Linked DNA regions of Gossypium hirsutum: region 1 is linked to region 2. Evidence: chromatin contacts called from public Hi-C data. All regions are on one chromosome and are shown on one strand. The core of a region is the stretch at or near the end of the contact, and the rest is flanking DNA. Distances in the headings are between cores, read along the strand shown. Region 1 holds the start of LOC107910846 (plastidial pyruvate kinase 4, chloroplastic). Region 2 holds the start of LOC107910988 (spermine synthase).

The links. Hi-C and Micro-C count contacts between places; a contact is called where the count stands out from the background.
Region 1: a contact with region 2 is called in a Hi-C map of leaf, with 4 times the contacts expected there. The contact joins the promoter of LOC107910846 here to the promoter of LOC107910988 in region 2. A contact is called at or near these places in 4 of 34 Hi-C or Micro-C datasets (all in leaf).

The regions. Positions count from the first base shown.
Region 1 is chrA08:51,891,584-51,895,081 of Gossypium_hirsutum_v2.1, reverse strand. It overlaps LOC107910846 (plastidial pyruvate kinase 4, chloroplastic), which reads right to left and starts at 2,244. Exons shown (of 5, transcript XM_016838805.2): 1 at 2,085-2,244; 2 at 1,766-1,862; 3 at 1,093-1,502; 4 at 1-888. The coding sequence starts at 1,813.
Region 2 is chrA08:51,557,559-51,560,754 of Gossypium_hirsutum_v2.1, reverse strand. It overlaps LOC107910988 (spermine synthase), which reads right to left and starts at 1,904. Exons shown (of 11, transcript XM_041074673.1): 1 at 1,574-1,904; 2 at 402-622; 3 at 270-314. The coding sequence starts at 591.

The sequences.
Region 1 (3,498 bases), core at 995-3,494, 330 kb before region 2:
TCTTTCTTCCTCTTAATATATAATTCTGTTCCAGAACTAACATAAGCAGTTCTAGTACACTCCGCCATAAAGCCAGTACCAGAAAAAACATGAAAGACTCTGGAAATCTTTAGCATCCTTTTCTTACCTCTAGCATCAAAGAACCTCAAACTATCACCTACTTTGACTACAGTGAAAAAGTTTTCGTCATCTATGAACAGAACAGCATCAGGAGAAAGATGAGGAGGAGGAGCACCAGCTCCTTTATGAGAAAGCCAAACTTGTGCAGGAAAAATCACCTTTCCAGTAGCATTTTTCTTGGCAGATACTTTTACAACGCATGGACCAGGCTTTAGATTATCTGTACGAAGTTTTGGACCAGCTAAATCCATAAGAATTCGACATGGGGCCTCCAGCATTTGAGAACTCCTTTTTACTCTTCTGATTATCTCACTCCAGCTTTCAGGACTTCCATGAGCACAATTTATTCGAATTATTGAGGTCCCAGCCTTTATAAGATCGGTTATTAGTGTTTCACTCTCAAGAGCTTCTTCTCCAACCGTTGTCATGATATGTGTACACCTACTACCTTGAAGTGGTCCCAATAATAACTCTCGGTTCAAACATGCCTTCGTTCTCATCGTGTTTATTGTGAAATTCCCATTCTTTTGATGATATAGCTTTCCCTGAGTGGAAATTCCGGCACTGACATCTTTGCCAGTTCTTGAAGAGTTCAACTGTAGGTTCTCCAACAGTTCAATGCATGTGGTAAGACTTGCAAGGACAGATGAATTGACCATCTCCAAATTCAGCAGACTGATCAAAGCTAGATCGTCTTTGAGTGGCTCAATGTCAAGACATTTCAAAGCCAAATAATGGATTAAGTTTTTTGCACTCTCCACGTAATTGCTGGAACAAGAAAGTCTCCATAAATTAGAAAAATGCCTGAAAATAAGATTTTATAAAGTAGTCTACAATTGCAATAAGTACTTTCAAGTATTTTCCACTTTCTTTATATTAACTAGCCTTGTGAATAAGATAAACATTTAAGATGGCACTGGCAGTACTACAGAAGGCAAACATAACAAATATAGTTTCAACTTTCCAACGTACTTGTGACATAATTTCAGCCTAGATGCATTCCACTGCTCTGACGCTAATACATGCAAATGTAAAGCCTTCAATTTGTCCAGGAGGCTTGCCAGATTTACCGAGTGCTCGACCATCTGAAAGCCTCCTGAACCTGACTCCGGAAGAGAACCAGCAGCTTCCTCATCCAGATCATTGGAACTATAATTATTTTCCAAAGGCACAAACACTTGCTCATCGGAACAAGCATGTGAACCGCTTCTTTCACCTTCATCATTTTCGTGTGGGGTAGCAAAAGCTGTAGTCATGGTAGTGCGAGTGTTCTTAATTTTTGCCCATAATTGAACAGTTTCCACTGACTGCTTCACATTAAGTTTGCAAGGCAGATGCGAAAACTTCCCCCTCCGGCTAAATACATCAGCGGAGTGGATGGCCTGAGAAGAAGGCATATCAAGCTTAACCAAAGAATACAAAAAGCACATCATTGAAAATAAAAATAAAACCTAACAAAGACATGAATGAATTGGGGAATAATTGTGGATAGGATTTACATGGCAAATCAATAAGAATTCAGTGTTAAAAATAATCTATTTATAGATATACTGACAATAATTCAATAAAAAAAAATTGATGATAGGAAAGCGTTTCAGATAATGCAGGGTAATTATAAAGGATTAAAGACGGAGCATGCAATTACATGGCGTATAGGTGTAGCCTTATGATTTGTGACAATAGAAGTCGTCATCTATTCGCTGACTCAACTCAGACAGAAACAGATTTCAGAAAGTTGGAACCTGAAAACCAGAACCAAACAAAAAATATCTTCAGATTCATCAAGAATGCTGAAACCAATCAAAGGTTTTAAAAAAATCGGATATAAAGGAAATACGAAATTTCCACACTATTTTCGTTTCTTTAAGAATTTTCAGGAAGCAGAAAATGAAATCACGAACAAATTTTTATTTTTATGTGATGAGGAATAATCGAGAACTAAAAAAAGAAAGAAGGTAGGTAACCTTTCAGAGAATGCAGTGATTTTACGGTTAGCCTCCTCCTTCCTCCTCCTGCTTTGCCTTTTGGGTTTTGCACGGGAAATGAAGGAATGAGTCTGAGAGAAGGAAATCTGAAGGCGAAGAAGTGTGGATAGCACGTGCCAGTTTCCATACGTGGCACTGCACGGAACGTCGGTCAATTAGTCAAAATGGCCGATATGTGTGGTTGGAATTCCAGAATTTCCCCTCCATACCAGATTGTACAGATTTTACTTTGACTATTATTTTCAATTTATTTTTAAATATTTTTATATTTGTACGGTTATAAAGGAAAAAAAGTACGGATCAAAAAGAGTGATTACAATGCTCTTGGATGTCCATTGGTATTGGTAGATAATATACATTGTTAAAACTTTATTAGGAAAAACCTGTAAGATAAAAACCTAATGATGAAAAAAAAGTACACAATCTATAATACGCATAATATGCTGCCTCATTAAAAAACTTATCATGAAAACCCAATGAGACCAAATATCGGTTAAAGGAAAAAGAGTATAACACATATTTACTCCCCCTCATGAAAACATCACATACTTTCTTATATTCTATGTATTCAATATTGAATACTAATTTTTTAAATGACTATTTAAATGTATTACTAAGCATATATATCACTATTCTTTTGAAACTCATGAGTGAAGGAAAATTTATGAGAAATATATTTTGATCTTTTTAGGAGTTTCAACAATAATCATAATAAACTTTAAACATGATCATTGTATAAAAATACAAATAGGTATTTTCAATCATTTTATAATCATCTTTCAACTACTATTGACTAAATCAAATTTACCAATATAAATGAATTATTTCCTAAGAATTTCAATATGCTTCTAGCATTCTAAATCCTTCAAGGATTTCAATATAAACTTTACTATATAGTGATTTATAAAGGTTGTAACAACAAGCATTAGATGCAAGTTAAATCTTTTATGAATTGTCAAAATAATATGTCTAAAAGTTATTACATCTACCACAAAAGAATATTACATTTTTTCATAATCAATACTAGTACTTAGTGAAAAAATTTATATTTTTATTCTGCTTTTACAAAACTACTTCATTTGCACCCTCACTGGCTTTATACCTTTATATATTTGGACTATTGGTCCAAAACCTCCACGAATTTAATTATACTTGAGTTGCGTCTTTCTATTTTGATCAATTTATTCCATATCTATATTTTTCAATAGATTTATTTAAGATCCTCCTTTTATTTCATTATTTTAATAACAATTTTGCATGCAAAATCATTATTGACCACTTTTATTATTCGGTTCCACATTTTCTCAAATTGACATACCTTATCGAGATATCTTATTTTCATTATTTTAAAATTCAAGTTCAGATACTTGAATCTCTTCTAGAGTTTTACTTA
Region 2 (3,196 bases), core at 655-3,154:
CTAATGCATGAAAGGCTGCCCCTAGTTCAACTCGACGCTCCTAACTAAGCTCTCATTTCAAAGAATAAGTTAACTTGATAAAGTTATCAAAAGTCCAGTGGAACCCTAGCATTGTGAGAAAGTTCAGAATTGTCACTAATTACCTTTTATCAGATTTCTTCTGTTATGATTTAATATATATTAAATCAATTATTACATGGCATCGAGAAGATAAAAAATATTTTTAAAATCAAAACATAAATAAATTAAAGAGGAACTTTAAAGCTCACCGGGCCACATAGGATTGTTGAAGTAAACCATTTTACCGGCCTTATCTACAAGTGAGGATAAAAGACTCAAACCATGAAATTCTGGCAAATAGTGAAAAAGAGCAGGAAAGAAAAGAATTCAAAGATGATGACCAGAAGAAGACTGAGATTCTGAGAACCACCCAGAAACAACGGTAGAATGGCATTTAGCCTCAAGCTCAGGGGCTGAAGCCCTAGCCTTCAAGCAACAAGAAGGGATAGCCTTCTGTGAACTATTCCCATTATTCCCCTTCCCATCCATAATCTTCTGGCATTCCAAACCTCTTCCTGCGTCTTCCCCCATAGATTATCTTTTTCCTCTTCGGCTCCAGCCTCTACATGTCAAAACCAATTCATAAGTTCCCTGCTTATAGAAACAGAACTAACATATGCATGCATGAGCAGATTAAATCTTTTTTCAAAAAAAAAAACATTTTAAAAGTTTTTTTATCACTGAAAGAAAGTTTGTTGTAGAATGTTCAAGATGAAAAAAGCACCAGCTTTCTTGTACATCTAGCAGTATGTTCATACATTATTTATCATTTTTTAAAATATAACAAGCCTCAAAGAGGAAAAAGATTAATAAAAGAAAAAGCAGAGGAAAGGAGTGTGAAATAGCAGAAGACTTTTGAAGTAGAATTTCCTGGCCAATAACGCTTTTTAATATAACAATTCAAAGCTATCATCAACATTGAAAGCTGTATAAAAATTTATCACAGAGGATTTTTATATTGATTATGATGAGAAAATTATATTATACAATTCAAAGCTATGATCAATATTGAAAGCTGTATAAATAAATGGAATAGGAACAAACATAAATGCCGCTTCTAGAAGATCAAAGTAAGATGAAAAAAAAACAAGCTAATTTCCACTAAGTTAGGTAATAGAAATGAAAATTTCAAATCCAACTTAGAACTTACAGTTAGCAATAAACTTTCTTTAAATAACAATTACAGCAACTTTAACCTCAGGTTTTTCGCTTTTATTACAGAAATAAACGGATTTTTTGAAATATATATAAAGGGAAAAACCAACGCAAAGCTCCAATTCTTTCCCGTGAAATTTTCTGAGTTGAAGAATTAGGGTTTAGAAAAGCGAATTCAAAAGCAACGACTCTCCTAAAACCGATAATAAACGTCCGCTTTTTGAATGAAATGAAATAAATAAACAAAAAATAAAAAGCAAAATGTCAGAACTAACACAACGGCAGTGATAATATTAAACAATAAAAAGGAAAGCCAATGAAAAATAAAGAAAAATATTAAAAGGAAGAAGAAAATCACGCCTGGTGTTAATGTAACTCTCAACAATCTGGAAAGTCTCAAATATCGAGCGTGGATGGGAAAGAAGAAGAAGGGAAAAAAAGATGTATCGAAAATCTATTTGTGGCAGCTTTGTTTTGATGAAAATGGCAGTTCCGAGCCCTTGTTTATATAACCACGCGCAGCGCAAGATTAATGAAATCTTTGAACTTGCCTACTTTATTCAAAAACAGTATTACTTTTTTCTTCAATGACTGGTACACCCTTATAGAGAATACTAGAACGGGTCGAAAATAAATAAAAAATAGGAAAGCAATTGCCATAAATAAGATTCTTTTTCTAAAGGAGGCACAGCGTGGGAGTAGGAAAAGAATATTGCATATCTTATATTCCAACTTCGTATACCAAAAAATTTGGTATACCACTAATGGTATAAATTAAGTAAACTAAATTAGAAGTTCGTATATCAAGATTTGTTTGGATAGTGAATAGAGTTTTGGTCTACCATTTATATGCTATGAATTTAAACTTTGTAAACCAATATTATATTTGATAAAATGATAAAAAATAATAGCAAGTTCAAAATAATGTTGATTAATAACCACAAAATAAAATGGTTTATTTATATTATATATAATGTTTATGGCTGAATTTGATATCCATTAGATTGCACATTAAATTAATTAAAAAGTTGGGAAAAATAAAATTATTATAAAAATTTTAACTAAACAAATTCAATTTTTGATGATACTATTTGCAACACCTTATATCTGATTCGGAAGACAATCGAATATACGATGCTACATTAATAACAAGACAATTCGATTAAACTCACTTACATATAATGCAATTAAATTACATTTATAAAAATGTCATGTGTCATTAATAATTAAACAAAGTCTCAATAAAAACAATCTTTGGAACAAAATTCCAGCTCAAAACATCAAAAACAAGGGATAAGTGCTGGAATCTAGTCTTTATGGGCCGATACATGTATCAGAAATTTAAAACAATTTTGGTTCCAAAGTCCATGTATCGATACAAAGACACAATGTACCAATATATGCATACATGGATCAATACTTAAAGCCATGTACTAATATTTAAGTATAAAGTCCAGATACCTAAACTTATAAGCCTAAAAAATATGTAGAAATTTGACAATTTAAGTTATACAAATAACATCGCAAACATATCAAAAATTGAAAAAACATATATAATAACCATTAATGAACATTTGACATATCAAATAAGTTCAAAACACCATAATTCTCACTCACTAACACAACAAAACAAAATTAGGCTATTTAAGTAAAATTTATGCATAAAAACAATCCACATAATATTGAATTAAATTCCAAAATTTAAATAAAATCTTAAACACAGCATCAACAAACCAAACATATACCAAGAAACCAAATTCAACATAGTAATTTGATATATAATCATTTTAAAAAAATGCACTTAAAAAGTCCTATACATTTCGACGGGGTTTTTTACTATAATAATATTAAAAAAAATGAAAATAGGCTGCCTTCAAGATATTTTATCAAAATGGTATACTTCAAGTGATGGAGGGTGGTGCATAGGCAGCACCACCCTGAATTTTCTGACAAACACAGTGAAAAAAAATATTAAATAATG